3 separate regions of the Hordeum vulgare genome follow, and all the other regions are linked to region 2. A link is a contact called in public Hi-C data. All regions are on one chromosome and are shown on one strand. Each heading gives the region's core, a stretch centred on a gene start, on an enhancer-like site or on the middle of the called end of the contact. The rest is flanking DNA. Distances are from core to core; before and after follow the strand shown.

Region 1 (4,003 bases), core at 865-3,364, 150 kb after region 2:
TGTGCAACACGACCTCCGCATCGAACCACAAAGGGACCAAAGGTCCCATAGGTGATCGAGTGCACACCTGCATCGACAGCCATCATGGACGGCCCTAGCCCTGCTGGAGGTGTTGGTTGACTACTGCCCTTCCGTCAGTTTGGAGGTGCTGGTGGTGCCACACTTCACTCGGTAGTGTAGTCTTTTGGCGGTCTTAGATTTGGTCACTACATCGGCGAGGTGTTGCGGTGGCGGCGATGTGAAGCTACATGGACGGTATTGACTAATTTCTTCGAGGTGTGGGGAGGTGCGACAACCGGATGGAAATTTGCGCGACCTTGGTCCGTTCGGCGGCGATGGCACCCGTGGATGTGCTCTCCTTTTCCCATGTTCATTTTGGAGTTGGTGTTGTCTTTGGGTGAAAGCCTTGATTCAGCTCTAGATCAGCATGATGGCGGCATCCTCGATGTCGCTCCTCTGTTGTGAGTATCGTGTTTGGAGACATGGCTTGGTTCCTCGTTGCTCTACTCCGGTATTCGTCGTGTTCTTATCTTGGTACCCGGCGCCGCTATGTACGCCCATTCCCGGTGTCTCTAAGACGGTGTCTTCCTCGGTTTTGTACAAGTCTTGCCATCCACTTGCCATATTCCCTTCGACATATACGATGGATGGTGAGTCGACGAGCGAAGGCCCGTGGGAGCTGGTGTTCTTGGGAGGTGCTAGGCTTTGGCCGAGACACGATGTTGTTTTGAGTTAGGGAGACCCTTTAGTTTGTAGTTTTGTTGGGTCATTGGTGGTTGTCCTTGGACTTACGCGGGAGTAGTGTTCTTGCTACACTCATTGTTTGCAACGAGTGGTAGCTTTCTTGTACTTAAATTTCTGTCTCTTATAAAGCTATGATATGTCTAGGCGTATTCTTGAAAAAAGAAATATCCTCTCGATCAACCTCTTTCCTAAGTGTTTTTTTTCTTCACTAGATATATGCTCTTTGTTGTGAACATATTAGTGAAATGAGAAAACACTTGTGATATTGTTTAGATCACCAAAATAATGATGAACATATTGTTTCTACAGTTTCATTTTTTCTTCCTTTTCATCCGAAGGGAAACGATAGTTTCAAAAAACAAAAGAAACTATTGTTGTCATTATTCTCTTTCATACGAGATGTTCTATTTTTTCCCTTGCCATTCTATTCCCCATATAGTTAATGAAACTCGGGATCCCCTTTTACCTCTTCACGGGGATCTTCTAACCAAAAGGACATTTTTTGATATAAAAGGGTTTTGTGGGTGTTCGATATCAAAATTTTCTTCTGCAGCTCACTCGTTCTAAACGGCGCAAATGTGCACGTTTGCCTTTACTCGTATCCTCTACATACCCGGATGTAAATATTTCTATCAAAATCTTACCCTATCCGGATAGAACCCCGTCGGGTAAACGACTTGTGGGTTTCCGTTGCCATGTTCATCCGCATCCTGCGGTTCAAACTAAAAGGTGGTACTCTGGATCCAAACATCTGGGTTCTAATATATATTTTTTGTTTCAAAAACAATTATTTATTTTTCTACGTTTTTATCAATGTTTCTAAAAAATATGACATCCATGTTATAAAAAGTATACCATCAAATATGTATGTGATATATATTTTTATACTCATTTTTTTTGGGGCTCCTTTAATTTAAACGGTTTCCATAGGAATTTTGAAGGATTAGAATCCTCCGGAGTTTTTCCATTGTTGGTTGTTTAATTCATATGAATGGATCCCATATAATTTTCTCTAAGGATTACTTTTAAATAAAATCAATGATCAAAGGCAATCTCTGAAAAGCATTAGGACCTATATACTGAAATAGTTAAAAATGGACTGGGCATTCCTAGTACCTGGTCAATACAAGCTCCTCGTTTACAGGAAAGATCGATGCAAAAAAAAAAAGTACTATACAGGGAAGACGAAAAAAAAAAACTCGAGGTAGCCATTAAACGTGTAGTCACGGTAAAGTTGGCGGCTTGCTCCTTTCCCAGAAGCAATGATGATTTTTGGCCTCTTTCTCAGCACGAGTTGGAGCACTACGCTGAAACCTCCACAGAAGCCGCTGCATCTCCATTTCCCACGGCAGCAATCATCAGTCTCGTGGGCCCCACACGCAAATCCCAAGCTACAGAGCACGCATCTCCGTGCCACGTCGGAGTTGGAGCACTACGCTGAAGCTGAAGGTGGCGACTGCATGGCCATGACACCACCTCTGGAGTAGTAGTTTTCAGCCCCGTTTTTGTGCTTTCCTTCCATACGCGTTCAGCTTCAGCCTTCAGAGAGTGGATCGTGAGAACCACCCAGTTGCATCTGCTCCACATGATACACATGCATTCGAACTGTCAATGTGTAGAGACTAGAGAGAAGAGGGCAGATGGTCAAAGTCGCTGACGAACTCTCTTTTTCGACAGCGATTTTTTTTTTTTTTTGAATGAGACCCTTCGAAAGTCATATTGGCACGAAAATAGGCAAGCACCTGGAAATTCAATCATTTTATTGCGATTCTTTTTTGAGTTTTCTGTCCATGCCGGATCAGACCAGCTCCGGCTCAGCTATGAACTATCAGTCCAGGTGGTAGTACTATTCCAAGCCAATTCGTTCCCGGGAGTACTAGTAGCAGAGACACACAACAGCCATCCATCTCTGTCTCTCACCGCAGTCACTCGAGGGAGCACCATCCGTCCACGATAAAATCAGCAAAAAATACAGAGAAAGCGTCACTGCCGAGTGCAACTCCACCTCGACCCAGAAAAGCACACGCACATGCCACAAAAGCTAGCCGGATTTTTATAACCGGGCAGGTCCGGTAAAAAACAACACCACGCGAAGCACACTCCCGGATGCTCTTTTTTACCATAGCCAAACGAGGACCGGCCTCCCGTTCTTCCTCCGCCCCGATTAGTCTAGTCCGGAGTCTGGTCTCGCGTTTAGTTTAGTTTAGTTTACCGCGCCTCCTTTTCCATCCTTTCCACACCAGCTTTACCCCGAGTCTTTGACAATTGGCAATTCCTTTGGCAGGATCGGTAGGCGCGAGGGCTTTTCCGGCCGGCCGGCCGGCGGAGGGATGGACGCCGCGGTTGGTTGGGGGGCGCCTGGAAAAGGAGCACGGAAAGAGGTGCCGTTGCTTTGCCGAAAAAAGGGAGCGAGCGTACGCTTTGCAGCCTTGGCGCTCGCGCGTTGGCGAGTGGCGACTGCTCAGCTCAGCCCGGGGCCGGCTTTGCCGTGGCGGCATTCCCAGCTTGGAATCAGCATCTTTCTTGTAACTGGTGGTTCCGTCTTTTCGGTTTTTCTATATCATCCGTGACCCTCCTTTTGTCAAAGGATTCTGTTCGAATACAGTTTGTTGCTGTACGGTTTTACTGCTGCGTTCTGGCGAGGGCAGCGTTTGCTAGTTTGTGAAGGCACGCGGCTCATGCACGCTTTTTTTTTCTGTCCTGGTACTATCAAATTACCCTTTCCACGTAGTACTACCTGGCACCTCCGGAGTGGACTGGTTGCAAGATTGCGAAGGCCAACAGGCTCCTTGTTAGATTTCGAGATCTTTAAAATTTGATCCAACGATGATAGATTTTGACGAACTTTTTTTCCATAAAAAAAAGGATGAAAGAACCATGTCTCTCGTGAAAGGAAAAACCCATGTTTTTTTAAAGGCACAGCCGAGCCTCTTGCGAAGAAAAAAAACCCTTTTTCTGTTTTTGAGAGCGCAAAAAATAGAAAATACGTTTTTTTGTTTCCGAGTGCCTCTCGCGGAAAGGAAAAAAAATGATTTTTCTCGTGTTTTGTTAAAAAAATCGTCCAAAAACTAAGAAAGACGAGAGTAAAACAGGAAAAAAATATATCTAAATAGCTAAAATCCATTTCCGAGCCCAAGCTCATCTGCACCCATGATGAATAACAAAATGAAAATAAATACTAAAAATATTCAAACAATTCCATTTTTTTACATGGTAGATAATTTGATGTGTGGGGTATGCTGAAATTTTTGAATCATTT
Region 2 (3,751 bases), core at 1,229-3,728:
CCTCCCAGGCATGAAACTAAACAGAATTTTGGTCACGCTTGTCATTCTTTTTAAGCGGTGCTCAATGACTCTCTCCCATAGCTTCATTGTATGGCTCATCAATTTAATTCCACGGTAGTTAGTACAACTCTTAACATCCCCCTTGTTCTTGAAGATTGGTACTAATATACCCCGTCTCCATTCTTGTGGCACCTTGTTTGCCCAAAAATGAGGTTGAAAAGTTTGGTTAGCCATACTATCATTATGTCCCCGAGGCCTCTCCACACGTCAATGGGGATACAATCAGGGACCATCGCCTTGCCTCTTTTCATCCTTTTTAAAGCCTCCTTGACCTCCGAGTCCTGGATTCGCCGCACAAAACGCATGCTAGTATCATCAAAGGAGTCGTCCAGATCAATGGTAGAGCTCTCACTCTCCCCATTGAACAACTTCTCAAAGTACTCCCGACATCTATACTTAATCTCCTCGTTCTTCACCACGAGTTGCTCTGCTCCGTCCTTGATGCACTTGATTTGGTCAACATCCCTCGTCTTCCTCCCTCGGATCTTGGCCATCTTATAGATGTCCCTTTTGCCTTCCTTCGTGTCTAACCGTTCGTAGAGGTCCTCATACGTCCGTCCCCTTGCTTCACTCACGGCTCGCTTCGCGGCCTTCTTTGCCATCTTGTAATTTTCTATGTTGTCTACACTCCTATCCAGATATAGGCGTCTGAAACAATCTTTCTTCTCCTTAATTGCTTTCTCGACATCATCGTTCCACCACTAGGTATCTTTAGCTTCTCTTCTACTTCCCCTGGACACTCCAAACTCCTATGAGGCCACCTTACGAATACAAGTCGCCATCTTCATCCACATGTTCTCTACATCACATCCTTCCTCCCAAGGGCCCTCCTTAATAACCCTCTTCTTAAAAGCCTGAGCTACCTCCTCCTTGAGCTTCCATCACTTCGTTCTAGCGACTTTGGCACGCTTGTCCCGCTGGACATGAATCCGAAAGCGGAAACCAACAACCACAAGCTTATGCTGAGGGACAACACTCTCTCGAGGTATCACTTTACAGACTAGACATGCACGACCATCTTCTCTTCTCGAGAGGATGAAATCAATCTGGCTAGAGTGTTGCTCACTATTGTAAGTCACTAGATGTGATTCTCTCTTCTTAAAGAGGGTGTTAGCTATGATCATGTTGTATGCTAGCACAAATCTTAAGACGTCTTCTCCTTCTTGATTCCTGATGCCATAGCCAAATCCTTCATGCACCCCTTCAAAACTTGTGTTAGATGTGCCCACGTGGCCATTGAGGTCCCCTCCTATGAAAAGACTCTCACCAATCGTTACACTCTTAACCATGTCCTCAAAGCCTTCCCAGAACTCCCTCTTGGTGTTCTCATTGTGGCCGACTTGCGGGGCATACACATTGATAACATTGAGAACTAAGTCCTCAACTACGAGCTTGACCACGATAATTCGGTCCCCACATCTCTTGACGTCTATCACTCCATACTTGAGGCTCTTGCTGATGAAGATGCCTACTCCGTTTCTGTTTGCAACCGTCCCGTGTACCAAAGCTTGAAGCCGGTACCCTCCACCTCCCTCGCCCTCTATCCCCTCCATTTGGCCTCTTGGACGCAAAGGATATCAACGCCTCTCCTCACCGCTGTATCAACTACCTCCCGAAGCTCGCCGGTCAGAGACCCTACTCCAGCTACCTAAGCGAATCCTCCTAGGCTCGGGTAGCTTCCTTACCCTTCGCACTCGTCGAGTCAAATGCGAAGACCCTTGCTCATTTTCCACTACACCCGGGCGCCGATGTAGCGCGCCACTAAGGATGCGACGACCCAATCCTTGCTCACTTGCGACCGTATCCAGATCATAATACGGCGCGTCACCTACGAGTGACGGCCCGACCCTTGCCCATTTTCCACACACCCGGGTTTCGATGTGGCGCGTCGTTGAGAGGGTTACGCCCCAATGAAAATCTTTTGGGTTTCATCTCCATAAGAGTGACTGAGTTTTGACGTTGGCTCGCCAAGCCTATCACAACCCTCCTCCTTTACCCGAGCTTAGGACCGACTATGTTGAGACAACATAGACGGAGTTCAAAAAAAAAAAATTCCCTTCTTTTCTTTTCTTTTAGAAAAAAGTTTGATATGTGAGTGTTTTGTGCTACAAGAGCCAGATTATGTGAAATATGCTGGAAATGAATAAACAATAAATTGAAAGTGGTTACTGGCACTACTCACAAGTCACAACAACAACGTACAAGAAATAAGTTCAAGGTTTTTGAGTACTCAGCTCGGTCTCCATGCTGTGGGAGATGGAGATTGCAGGTGTGCGAGAGCTTGGTGGGGTCGCCGCCCCATGAAGAAGCTTTTCTCCAATGGCGACAGCCGCGGCTGGGTGGGTAGGGATTCCGGCGAGCCCTGGGAAGATTCCGCACTCATACCGTGTGTACTTCGACATGTGGGGCCGCCCCTGTGCCGTCCATTTGGCCCGTTCAGCCCCCACAGACCAGCGCCCCACGTTTCCACCATCCATTGGCTCCGTAGTTCGCTGATGCTACTTGTACGCCTTCACGGCACGAAGCTTCTACTTTGCAAATTGAGTGAAATATGAAAGATAGACACTTTGGCCTCATTCGTTTTGGAGGATTTTTATAGAAAGAAACATAGGAACAAGGGTCCGAGAGGAAAAATTCTCTAATTTGGTTTATAGGAAACACATATGAAAACTTTATGAGAATACTATTCATTTTCTGTGTTTTTAATGGAATTTACACATCCACTCAAAGTTTATCTTTTGCGTAGGAACAAGGCAAGACAATTACTTAGTGCCATCCTATCAATTTCATGTATTATTCTTAAATCCTATGTTTTTGTTTCCTTCAAACTGAACGGTGCGTATACGAGAAGGCGCGTCATAAACCAGGGTAACCCGCTTTTTTAATACATTTTCAGTGCTTCTAGAAAAATGGAAACAAATTTTCATGCATACATGTTTGTAAAATATCTGCGGGGCACAAAGCTTTATGGAAAATTATCCTTTTATTGTGGCTCCTCGAAATTGACAAATTTAAGTGATTCAAAGTGATTTTTTCTTGTTGCCTTTTTTTTGCATAGGCCAAATAAAAACATGGTTTTGTGTGAAACTATCTGTACACATGTAGAACGTGGAGATATGCACGTGTATTTTTTCTCATAATTTTTGTCCATTTAAAAGCATGTTTTTAAAAGTGGGTTCATGTGTATTCGGGTTCATCCATGTATTATTGGACACTTTAGGGCATCTCCAGCACTGATTCCGAAATACAACGTTACTCGTTTGTGGACTAAACTGGATGAGTACGTGAACAGTGATGCAGGAGCTGACCATCAAACACGACGGGATTCGTTGAGGTTCGGACATGATTTATGTAAAACAAACAATATTTTGTCCGTTTAACTAGAAATTTTTAATGGATAGCGGTCTATCTTGTAGCGGAGGGATACTTCTATGCGTGGCCGCCCTAACCGGTCGCACCACTTCATTGTCAGAGGAGCAGTCCTTTCAGCGGAGGAAGGAGGCATGGGCGCAATAATCTTGCCCGGTCACCACCTAGTGCTTGCGGAGGAGCAACTCTATGCTAATGTTGACCCCAACCGTGGTGCCCTGGCGGCGGCCTTGCCCTTGCAGATGGTGGTGGATATGTCACTTAGCGATCACTCATCATTGATGTTGGCGAGCTCCCTATAGGATGGCGGCGACGCCTTGCG
Region 3 (3,446 bases), core at 466-2,965, 180 kb before region 2:
ATAGCCATTGATTATAGGAGCAAGCCATTTGTCCTTTCTCATTTCTTCTCCAGTTGTTACACTTGTAGCGCAATAACAGGATACAGTAACCGTGTTCAGTTGATGCAATGAGTGGTAGAGCAGGTAATCAATTATGCAATATGACCACGGTAATGAACATGTCTAACAAAACTAGCAGTAGCACACCGAAGAACTATCTGCGACATATTGGAGCTGGGAATCTCTCATTGGTTCCCTGACCCATGCACTAAGCTATGGAAACATATAGTAGCAGTACCACACAAATGAAGGAAGATTTTTCATCTTCCCTAGCGAATCTTGCTATTTCTTTCTGCAATGTTTGTAGGTTAGCAGACATAATTCATCTCCAAAGTTCTGGAGCACCAAATGAGATGAAATGAAACAAGTAGATTCACAAGACAATCATTTCCCAGCAGTGCCGTTTTTTAGAGCATGGGCTACAAAGGGCAGCAGAGGATTAAGCGGGTTAGCCTTACTAATGACTGGGAGGTCCATCTCCAGACCGACAAGCTCGAGGAGCTTGAAACCATCCATGTCCGGCATGTGGACATCGCTGATCACGAGGTCAAACTGGTCCTTGTTCTCCCTGAGCATCCTGAGGGCGGTGGCTGCCTGCCCAGTGGTGGTAACTGCAACATCACAGCAGATCGAACTCAAACACATTAGCAAACCACCATAACAACACATTGCACACACATAAATCTAGGTTCGGAAAGAATCGCCAACGCGAGGAAGAAGAGGACGGCACAAGATGAAATGAAAGGGGTTAAAGAAAATCCAAGAAAAAATTCCATCTAAAATACATGAGCACCGTGGAAATCTAAAACTAAAGCCACCAGAAGAGACGTGCATGGGAGATTGTCCAATCTTGCATAGGTGTTTGGACGGGAAAACGCAGATTCCAAAACAAGGTTCCTTCCCAATAAAGTGGCACGCGAAAAAGAAGGAACACGAGAGAGAGATCGGCAAAACACAATAATGACAAAAAATCCAATCATAAATTGACATTACACAGCGCCCTCCGGAAAATAGACCGACATGCCAAGTGAGAAATACTAGAGAGCGTAAATCGCACAAAACCAGCGGTGTAAATGCAAAACTAGGACGGCAAATCTCGCGAATGGCACGCGCATCAATCAAGCAAACAAGCGATTAAATCTAGGGGAAAAATACACTGTGGTGCTAGAACAGCACGGTCGGAGCCGGACGAGGTCTGTAGTACTTGAGACTTGGAGAGCGGAACAGATTCCTCGTCTCCTCATACTAGTCCTAGACTAAACGCTGGAGGGAGGGGAGGGGAGGGGAGGCATGTTGGCGGCGGCAATTCCCGTACCATGGTAGTCGCAGCGGCGCAGGAGGTTCTCGAGGACCTTGAGGCAGGTGGGGTCGTCGTCGACGGCGAGCACGCGCATGCCCACCGGGAACTTGTCCTTGCCGCCGCCGTCCCCCCCGCCGACCCTCCCCTCCACGGTCATCTTCCTTCGGTCCTTCCCCTCCTCCGCCGCGAGCCCAACACAGCCCAGCCGGATCACCTAATGCCCCGGCGAACGGCGTCCCTGGATCCTACAAATCCAGGCGGCGGGGAAAGGCGAGCCGGGCAGATAAAGCCAGCCAGCCAGCCAGCAAACCAGCAGGGTCAAAGCAGGGGAGAGGGGAGGCGGGGAGCAGAGAGAGAGAGAGAGAGAGAGAAGACGCGAGCGTGGACGCAATAATAAGAGGGAGGGTGTGGGGTGGGGGTGGGGGGCGAATGGGGGTCGATGGATCAATCGATCAATGGGAAGGAAGGAAGGAATTCATGCAGTGCAAAGATGGTAACCTTTTCTCCCCCCTCCCCCCTCGTTTCCTTTTTACGCCTCCCCCTCATTCATGCGGCCATGCCATTTATTCGCACCACCGGGCCGCATTCCCCCCCCCCCCCCCCCCCCCCTGGCTCGCTCGGTCGGCTGCGTGCGCGGCGCGCCCGTGCGGCCGGCTCCCGCGGTCGCCTTTCGGGCTTGCCATATCCGACGCCCTGTGCTGTGAAGTTTGGCATGCTCCGTGAATCGCGTGCGTGCGTGCGTTGGGCGATCGATCGCCGCGACGGAATGAACGGTGGCGCCACCGGCCCAGCGACTGCTTGAGGGGGGGCAGGGACAGCGATGGTTTTGGCGTTGATCTCTTTTTTGATTAACTAATGTTTCAGAGGCTTCTTTTTTCCTTGAAAATAAATACTAATTTTTGCCTGATGATGGCTTGATGCCGATGTGGGTCGAGCTGGCCGGGGGCACGGCGAGCGTTGCGGCTCTATGCGGGGCTGATTAAACTACGCACATGATAAGATTAGTGATGCACGACAGCTTAGCCATTACTACATCCACATCTCTATTATATCCTTGCTTGTTTGCATTTCTTTGATCCAATCAGCACGCCAGGACAGGATCGCAGATTCACAGATCTATACTCTCTCTCTCCCTTCCTTATGTAAAGTATTTTTGCTATTCTAATCAAAGAAAATGATTTCTTACTCAACGGCTCTATAATTTCAATATGTTTGATCATTTCATGTAGGTTATCCTTTTTGTTTGCCAGCATTTTATTAGGGTTATCTTCGTTTTACAAGGAAGAAGGCACGAGAAACGTCTGGCTTTAAATGAATAAAGTCTCGGCAAAGGGTGAGAACAAAGTATCTTACAAAAGATAGCCACACAAGTTTGATTTAGTGCAAGCTGCACTTTGCAAATCCATTGGATTGTCATTTTCCAGCCCAAAACCCTCGTAAAATTTACTCCTATAAAGGAAACAGTTTATCTTTAGTTATGCGATTGGTTTGTCGTTTTTGGACGACATTCTTTACACCGTTTCTTTCAAGTACACCCGGATTGCACCGGATTCGAAACATTGATCGTCCCATCGTTTTCAGCCCCGGTATACCGCCCCTGGTATTCCTCTCGCTATCGATCAATTAAGGTGATCATGAGCGCCGCACCGACAGGCAAATATCGGAGCCATAGGGATCGTTGGATTGGGCGGATGCTTGGCCCTCTCACGGGAACCCGGTGCATGTGCCGCTGCGCTGCTCGGCTTGAGCTCCCATTGGCCAGAGGGTTGACACGATGACGAGCAGGCAGACTATCGTCTTTTTCATGTGGAGGGAGCATGCTCGGGCAATCACAAGACAGAGTTATTTCAACCACTGGTTGTCGAAGACACGAGGAAGACGATGACGGGACAATGAGGTAAACAAGCTCCGCGTTGCTTGCAATGGTCCTGCACCCAGCCTAGCTCGATAGAGGCGGTCACATGGTGGATCTGAGAGCGTATAGAGAGGCGGGCATCCGACAAGTAGCCATACTCTTGCACTGGAACAACTCATATCCGTCACGAGGTCGGCTCGAGGAGGTGTATGATGTTGGGACGGATAAGGAATTAGGGTCGACGGAGCGTGC

What was found. Hi-C and Micro-C count contacts between places; a contact is called where the count stands out from the background.
Region 1: a Hi-C map of seedling shows a contact between it and region 2, with 2.5 times the contacts expected there. The contact joins two enhancer-like sites. A contact is called at or near these places in 2 of 6 Hi-C or Micro-C datasets (leaf and seedling).
Region 3: a Hi-C map of leaf shows a contact between it and region 2, with 4 times the contacts expected there. The contact joins the promoter of LOC123401281 here to the enhancer-like site in region 2. A contact is called at or near these places in 3 of 6 Hi-C or Micro-C datasets (leaf and seedling) and 1 of 1 datasets of contacts at active chromatin or transcription factors (embryo).

The regions. Positions count from the first base shown.
Region 1 is chr6H:112,039,927-112,043,929 of MorexV3_pseudomolecules_assembly, reverse strand. No RefSeq gene overlaps it. Among protein-coding and RNA genes, the nearest start is that of LOC123403356, 120 kb to the right of the region's middle. Within about 2 kb of position 2,114, at least 3 of the 3 cell types and tissues checked have open chromatin away from gene starts, as enhancers often do. A contact at or near this core is called in leaf and seedling, where this site is marked.
Region 2 is chr6H:112,191,063-112,194,813 of MorexV3_pseudomolecules_assembly, reverse strand. No RefSeq gene overlaps it. Among protein-coding and RNA genes, the nearest start is that of LOC123401281, 180 kb to the left of the region's middle. Within about 2 kb of position 2,478, at least 3 of the 3 cell types and tissues checked have open chromatin away from gene starts, as enhancers often do. A contact at or near this core is called in leaf and seedling, where this site is marked.
Region 3 is chr6H:112,367,874-112,371,319 of MorexV3_pseudomolecules_assembly, reverse strand. LOC123401281 (two-component response regulator ORR24-like) reads right to left here and starts at 1,715. Exons shown (of 6, transcript XM_045095053.1): 1 at 1,355-1,715; 2 at 498-650. The coding sequence starts at 1,496.